2 separate regions of the Rattus norvegicus genome follow, and region 1 is linked to region 2. A link is a contact called in public Hi-C data. All regions are on one chromosome and are shown on one strand. The core of a region is the stretch at or near the end of the contact, and the rest is flanking DNA. Distances in the headings are between cores, read along the strand shown. Region 1 has its middle 89 kb from the start of Thbs1. Region 2 has its middle 220 kb from the start of Thbs1.

Region 1 (3,983 bases), core at 236-2,735, 130 kb before region 2:
GGGAAAGGGAATAACACTCGAAATGTATATAAGAAATACTCAAGTTAATAAAAAAATAAATAAATAAATAAAAAAAAACAGGTTATAAAGAAGTCTGAGCCTTCTCGGTGGTTTTAGGAAGGTAATTGGATAGTTCTAGAATCCACCTTGATGGGAAAAGCATAATATTTAACAACATTTTTTTGAGCTCCAAGTAGGTTTGAGACCTCTTTGACCCTCAACTCTTTCTTCTGTTCCAGGGAGAGAACGTAATGTGATTTTTTTTTCTTTATACTGTTTATCAGTTTTCAAAATAAATGTCTGCATGTGCTTTCTCTAAAGAAAACCTGTCTTTCTCTTCAGTTTCATAGGGATGGATCATTTTAGCATTGCTCTCTGTTGGACCCTTGGAAAATGATGACTTGGAAATGAAAAGTGTGTAGAATATCTCCGTAGATTGAAGCAGAGGAATGGAAACTATTCTATGCAATGAGTACCTGGTGCAGTGAATTTTCTGCTATCAGTTACGTGTAGACAGGATGAGAAGCTATTCAATACTCCTAAGGTCATCTCTTTTCTTCCAAAAAGCCTACTCACTCTAGTCCTGGTGGGGCCCGGCAGAATATGCAAAGTCCAAGGGCTAGTAGTTAATGCCCTATCGTCTAGAGAACTCTACCAGGTCTCTGGGAATACAGGGTCAAGCCGTTGATATTTGGAGGAACTTTTTCTCCATATTAGCAGGGCACAGCTCAAGTGATAGACTTTGGAAGTACAGTGTTGGGGCCCTGGATTATTTCCACACCATGTAAAAGGAGGATTGTGAGACACATTCTCATGTCTACACACCTCACTAAACTAGAATATGCCACTACTTAGAAGCTCATTCATTCAGTTCACATCGTGGCTTAATGCGGATTCTCGGAATTGGTTTACTTGGAGGTATCTAAGTCCCTTTTATTCTCCTTGAGTTTTGGTGTAATGATAGGAGGCAAAGAAATGGCTGGAGGCATTTCCCTGGAGCCCTCTGCATTGTGAGCATTTACTGTCTGATTAGCTCATGGAGGCACAGCTGTGAGCAGGCTGTCTGCATGCCCCAGAGCAAAGGAGGAGAAGGCTTCCTGTGAACTTCAGAACACATGTTGGGGTGGAAAGGACTTTTCATTCATTTAGAGTTCTTTTGCTCCCAAATAAGTGGCTGTAAATGGAGAGGAAGGGATATGATGTGTGACTAATTTCCCAGGGGCACCTAAATATCTCTACTTTTGACCCTAGTGTCTTGCCTCCCCCATGTCCCCACTGAAAGGCTCATAGAAGCTTTATTACAAGGTGGGTGTTTGTGAGCCAGCTCAGGATGGGGACTAAGTGCGCCGCCCAGCAGGGGCATTCTTTCCATGATGCTCAGTCAGTAGTCTGTGATCTAAGGGAACAGGCAGTATGTACTGGGTTGATCCAGCCAAGGAAGTAACAGTGTGGCCTTATAAGGCTGTGGTTCCGGCGGAAGCAAGACTGTCTCTCCTCCATCGGAAAGCATTCCCAGATGACATCTGTGGTTTTTCCAACACACAGTCGGCCTCCTTGGCTCCTTGCACTGCTTTGGTTGTGCAATTGGGACTTGGCAGGTTCTTTGTCCTGTGAAATCTGTACATTTTCAACTCTGACATCTCAAAAATAGTCACTGAATCATTTTTATCAGGGTGGTTTACCGTAAAGCAGAAACTTTCTCCTCCAAGGAAACTTTCTTTTTACTAACTAGAAACACAATGATTTCTGATGTAAGGAGGGTGCGTGGAAAGAGGGCTGACTTCAGGATTGGAATAGCCCAGGTTCTGTTCTAGGCTTCCCTCTTTTCTTTTACAGGAACTTGAGGTTATTTAGGGCCTTGGTTTAATCTTCTGTAAGGTGTAGAAAAGAGTGGACTGAGAAATGTGAAGATTAGATATAATGTAAGCTAAGTGCTAGATGAACGGCTGGGCTCAGTACATGTTATGTGAAAGAATGTGTGGTATAAGCATGGAGTAGTGATGTTCATATTGTCAAAGTGAGGCTGGTGATATAAATTGTATATTTAAGGCATATAAGCAAGCACCTTGGCCCTCATCAAATCATACATGCACACAGACACACCACTTTTGTATACATACGTATGCACATTGGCTTTGGAAACCTGGACTTTACTTTTGATGAGTTACTTGCTTCTGAGGCCAAGATTATGAGTCTGTGAGTTAGTCCTCAGCCCTCTGTGTTTGTAGCTGTCTGGGAATGTCTGTGTTGTGTTCTCCTGATAGCCACAGAGAATGTCCCAAGGCACTTTGGGCTATCAAGGGTTGGCAGGTATAATCAGAAGACATTGCTTCTAACTTCCATTGATGTCTGAGGTCTGAAGATAAGAGTTGGTCTGAATTCTAGCTTTTGACGTATGAGAGGGTTTTTTCCTCTAAGTCTTGGAATATTATGTTATCATCACAGCATCTGTGTTGTTTCCAACTGGGTTTATGACTGACTTTCTTTGGCACAGTGAGAAAAGTCATGATTCTTTCCTCTACAAAGTCTCCCTGACATGATATTGGCCACTAGCTTCCTAACACACTTAAAGACTTATTATCTAATAATTGTGAAATACAAACAAATCAACGTATGCAACAAAACAAAAAGCTGCTGGAGACAAACTCGTAATTTGCCTTTTAAATTCTTTAGTCAGTAGATGTTTGAAGCCTCTCTATTGCAGTACTGGGTGGGGAAGACACGAAGGTTTCCAAGTGTGTATGTACAGAAAGGTCAGCACTTCACTTCAGAAACAGCCAATGGTAATGTAGAGAATGGGTTGGAGGGGCATGCGTCTGGAAGCTGAGAGGGTAGGAATGTGCTGTGAAAGAGAGGGCATAGAGTCAATGTTGGCAAAGAAAATAAGAAGAGGTGATATACTGAAAATATTGCTTCAGATAGAATGTGGAAAGCTGCGATAGCATTCACCGTTACAAGATGGCGCTGGCTTCCGCTGCGCCAGCCTGACTTCCTTTCAGGAAACTAGCTGTGTGCGCATGTGCAAGAGTATGTTCTCGCCAAGTCTTTGCCCACCCCGGGGCGTGCCAATGAGATCATGGGTAAGCGACCAATCAGGCGTGGACACTCCACATTAGGGTGTATATAAGCAGCGCCATTCTGGGGCTCGCTCTCTTCCTCTTTAAGATGCAATAAACGCTTTGCTGCAGAAGGATCCTGGTGTCCGCGCGTCGTTCTTGTTGGCGAGACGTTGGGCATGCGACAGATAGAAAAATTGGGCCTTGGTATTCTGAGACAGAAAGAAGAAAGAAAGGTGGAAGACAGGATGATGCTTGGTCTTCTAACTTGAGAAGACAGTTAAATGGCAGTCATATTTACTGAAGCAGAAAGTCAAAGAGGGCCAGGCTGGTGGAAAGAGGCACCCCTATTGAAAACTGAGACGGTTACATATCTACTGGTGATGTTGTGTACCTAGTTGGATATCCAGACCTGAAGCTCTGGAGACTTGTTTTCTAAGTTTTGAAGTTATCAGCACAAGGCTGTCATTTAATTCATGGGGATTCATTCACTAAAAGGGCTTGATTAACAAGTGGAGAGACACCTCTGGAGAGTCCGTGTATTAAAGTTGGTCAAGGGGGGAGAAATTACAAAAGGAGAGGGAAGAAAAACAGACAGAGGAGGAGGATGAAGTAAGGATGGAGAAGTCAAGGTTTCAACACAAGACGCTGGTCATCTCAGATGGAGAATGAGAGTTTTTTGTGGGGTTTACATGAGAATTGCTGTTTATTTTTGCAAGAGCGATTTAAGTGGAATAGTGCTGATGAATGGCAGAGATAAGTGGGCCACTGAGGATATGGGAGGTGAACAGATGGACAGATGTGTGGGGGTGAAGACCCAGGGCAGAACTAGAAGTGCACGTGGGGCAGAGCAGACTTGGAAAGCTTCACTTTCATTTTGTTATTTTAAGGCAGAGATGCTTTGTGGGTGATGATGCTACTGAGATG
Region 2 (3,852 bases), core at 183-2,682:
ATTAGCTCATACCAATGGCCCTATAATAATATTTTATTACCAGTGTGAATCATATACACAAACGCTTGGGATAAAGTAAGTGTGTAATGAATATCTGTTTTCTTATAACCTTTGGATTTAGTGTTCCCTTAGATTCCAAGTATACCAGAATTTACAAACTGAGCTAATTCTACACAGGAGTTTTAATACTTAATAGAGCTGAATTCTTCTTGAAAGATGAGGTAAAGATATTACCAGAGAAATTGGGGTTCTCTCAAAATGGACAGAAGGAAATTTAGAAGGGAACCAGGTAGGCAGGCTCTATTCTCAGAAGCTGCCAAGAAAAAGGAGATGTGGCATTGAAAGCCATGCCCTGTGGGTCAGGATCCAAGAAATCCAACATGTTCAGTAATGGAGGTTGGTAAGCACCTGCATGGCAGAAGGGGAAACAAAGGTGAGAGAGACAAAGTGTCAAAGAGTGCTTAGGTTCTGGTCAGTGTCTAGAAGAGGAAAAGATAGAAGGAAGAAATCAGGTGATTGTCAGACCCAAATGGGTTAGCTTTTATGGGAAGAGACCAAAATATATAATGTTCTAATCTTCAAAGCAGATCAGAAGGTTGGAGGTATTCCTTTCATTTGACTAGGGTGGCTAAAGAAATGCAGTTGTGGTAGTTTTCTTTTTCAGTTTTACCAGGAAAGCAGGAAAAAGTAGGATCCAAACCCAACCAGGAAAGAAGTCTGTCTTCAATAACCTTCAAGGCTACTAACTCCTATGTCTCTATTTAGCAAAAGTACATCATTTTGAGGAATCAACTACCTCAGTTAGGACCCAAGGATTTAAACTGGTCACTGACGCTCACTGTGTCTGTTGTCTAGCACATACTAGGTATGTCCTTCTTTTTCTGCTCTACACCCCTGGGACTTACATTTAGGTGCTCAAATTAAGTTACTGTATCCTTTTGTCTGTGAGCCTACACTAACTCTAAATTCATCAAACAAACAAACAAGCAAAACTGACGTAAATGTTTTTGTTAACAGATATCTTCGAGATTAAATTGCTGGTTCCAGGCAGGATTTTGACAGTATCAAAATCTTGTGGATTTGTGTCAGATATAACACCATTGATGTATAGAAAGCCCTCAGTGTGTAAGGTCCTTAGTGAATGTGTACTGTTGACATTACCATGGCAGATCCTAGCCCCGAACCCAGAGGGTAATGGCCAACCATTCCCTTTTGGCCCATGTATGGATATTGACAGTCTTGTTTAGCTATATGCAAATATCCAGTTTCTTTGTTCAACTCTATATAAGCACAGCGAGCTTCCTACATTCTGTGGTTTCTCTAGTGAAGTGCCCAATCCATCTGCCTGATTCACAGATATTTCTGTGTGTTTGTATGTTAGACTGCTCTTCATTCTCTTATTCATTGCCTTAGTCAGGTCAAATCCCTGGAGCTGTGCACAGACACACACTGATACATTCAGACTGAAGAAAGGATTCTTCCAGACAGCCCCTACTATACAGTCACATTCTATTCTGTCTACTCGCCATGCATATTGTGTAACTATCCATGTGATGGCTAGCTCTTCTGCTTGCAAGCCAAACTTGACCCTCTCCATTTTGTATGCTTGAGAAATTTGGCTTTGAATTTTCTTATGCTGGGCTTCCCTTCCTCCAGAGAGCACTCAGAGATTAAGATGCCACGAAGATATAGAGGAAGGAGCAAATAAACCAAGACATTCCACTTAAAATAGGAATGTGAAAATCCAATGAATGTGCGATCCAAGAGTCCAAGTAAAGAAAGTATTCGAAGAATGAGGGAGGGGGCAATGATGTGGAACGTGGCTAGTAGATGGGGTGAGATTAAGACGTACAGCTATTAGATAGATTTAGCAATATGGACTTGGTTAGTTTAGAACACTAATCTCATTCTCTCTTTAATTTTTATAAAATCTCCGTGAAGATGCAGTCTTTAATTTTTACATTTTATTTTTCAAATGAAGAACTTGAGAGTCAGGAGATATAAACTGTTCAAATTGATGTCAATGGAAAACTGACAGAATTTACATCTGAACCCCAGTTTTCTAATTTTACCTTTCATTATCTTTCATATCAGGTATATGCAATTTACTTTGCTTTTAAATCATATATTCTTTTTATAAGAGTTCACATTTTAAGACCCATTCTACCTTTTGACTATAAAGTTTTGCACACATTTCTGAGCTGTCTGTGTCAGGAATATTCTGAGATTAGTTTCAGGAATTCTTTCTCCTACCTGAGAATGAAACATGGCTTGAATATAACCATGGTCCACACTCAAACCTCGAGAATCCATCAAGGTTTTGTGGAAAGTAGAATGATATGGAAAATCAAGTAAACCCTTTCCCTCATCACAGCTGAACTCTCTGAGCGGACTTCTGAGAAGGTCCATGCAGGGTAACAAGGGACACTCAGGATTCTAAGCAACTCCATGGGTATTTTGTTGTTCTGGGGCTCACAAACTCAATGATTCTTGAATAAGCAAAACCCAGGAATAAGATCAGATTGAGTCCCCACTGTTTCTCTTCTGTGCATACTCTGTCAAGGCCACTTCAATTCTATTTACTACCTCCCTAGTTTAAGAGGATCCCGAATATGCTTGAACATATCAGTGCACTTGCAGAGGGTTTAGAGAGAATCCCTGCACAATATTTAAGTGCTGATATTTAGGTGCTACATTGAGTGGTTCTTTTGTAACTCACTGAATAGCATCTTATAGACAAAATACTCCAGTGAGAATAGCCCACAGTCTGCTGGCATCACTGCTCAGTATCACCAGTTACTAAGCACAGCAACTGTTCCAAAGCTCTTCCAAAAGTCTCAAGAGCAGGAGACACATCCTGTCTCATTAGATGAAGCTAGCATTACCTTGCTACCAAAACATGACCAGAAAACAATAATAAAAGAAAGCTACAGGTTGATATTGCCACTGAACATAGATAAAAAAAATCCTCAAAAAACCAAACCAACTAACCAAGCAAGCAAGCAAACAAACAAACAAAAATTCCAGCTGGGATCAAAAATCAAACTGGGATATGGGGAGGATTAAACACATGCAGGTCAGTGAACTCAAAGTGCTGCATCAGCAGAATGAAGGACCAAAACTTCTGGTTATATCAGAAACTACAGAGAAAACATTGGACAAAGTTCAACATTCTTTCATCTTATGATTAAAAAGCCTCAGCAAATTAGCAATGAAAATGACTACATAGTACAAGCCCAGGGCTAACATCCAACTCAACAATAGAAATTTTGAAAGCTTTCCTTTTAAAACCAGGAACAAAACAAGCATGTCCACTCTTGCTGTTTCGATTCACCATAGACCTAGAAGTTAGAGTCATTACAATTAGTCAAGAGAAGGAAAGAAAAGGCATCTAGGGGCTAGAGTTTTAGCTCAAGGAATAAAACAGTTGTTTAGCATGTGCAAGACCTAACTTTTGACCTACAGTACCAGGTAAAAATGCAAATTTTATTAGTTCACTAAATAAAATGACTGAATATGGTAAGGAAACCCACATGTAGTCACAGCAATCCAATATCAGAATGGCCTTTATTGGCCTATCTTTCTCAGGTTTCTTCAATGTTGGTAACTTGCTTTATTTGTCATGGTATTGTAATGATTTCTTAGAAGAAACATGTTAAACTTGTCAATAAATTTAATCAAGTTCCAAATTACAGAATCACTTCACAAATGTATCAGCCTGATATGCACAAGGAAAGAACAAAATTTCAGAAAAGGTCTAGAACACAAACCCATTTATAATAATTACAAAATAAATGGAATCCTTATGGCTAAAGCTAGGCAAAGGAGTAAAAAAACTGACATAGAACATTA

The links. Hi-C and Micro-C count contacts between places; a contact is called where the count stands out from the background.
Region 1: a contact with region 2 is called in a Hi-C map of the A7r5 cell line, with 5 times the contacts expected there. The contact joins two enhancer-like sites. A contact is called at or near these places in 2 of 12 Hi-C or Micro-C datasets (the A7r5 cell line and mammary epithelial cells).

Annotation. Positions count from the first base shown.
Region 1 is chr3:125,419,588-125,423,570 of GRCr8, reverse strand. No RefSeq gene overlaps it. Among named protein-coding and RNA genes, the nearest start is that of Thbs1, 89 kb to the left of the region's middle. Within about 2 kb of position 1,485, at least 16 of the 93 cell types and tissues checked have an H3K27ac peak or open chromatin away from gene starts, as enhancers often do. A contact at or near this core is called in the A7r5 cell line, where this site is marked.
Region 2 is chr3:125,286,746-125,290,597 of GRCr8, reverse strand. No RefSeq gene overlaps it. Among named protein-coding and RNA genes, the nearest start is that of Thbs1, 220 kb to the left of the region's middle. Within about 2 kb of position 1,432, at least 7 of the 93 cell types and tissues checked have an H3K27ac peak or open chromatin away from gene starts, as enhancers often do. A contact at or near this core is called in the A7r5 cell line, where this site is marked.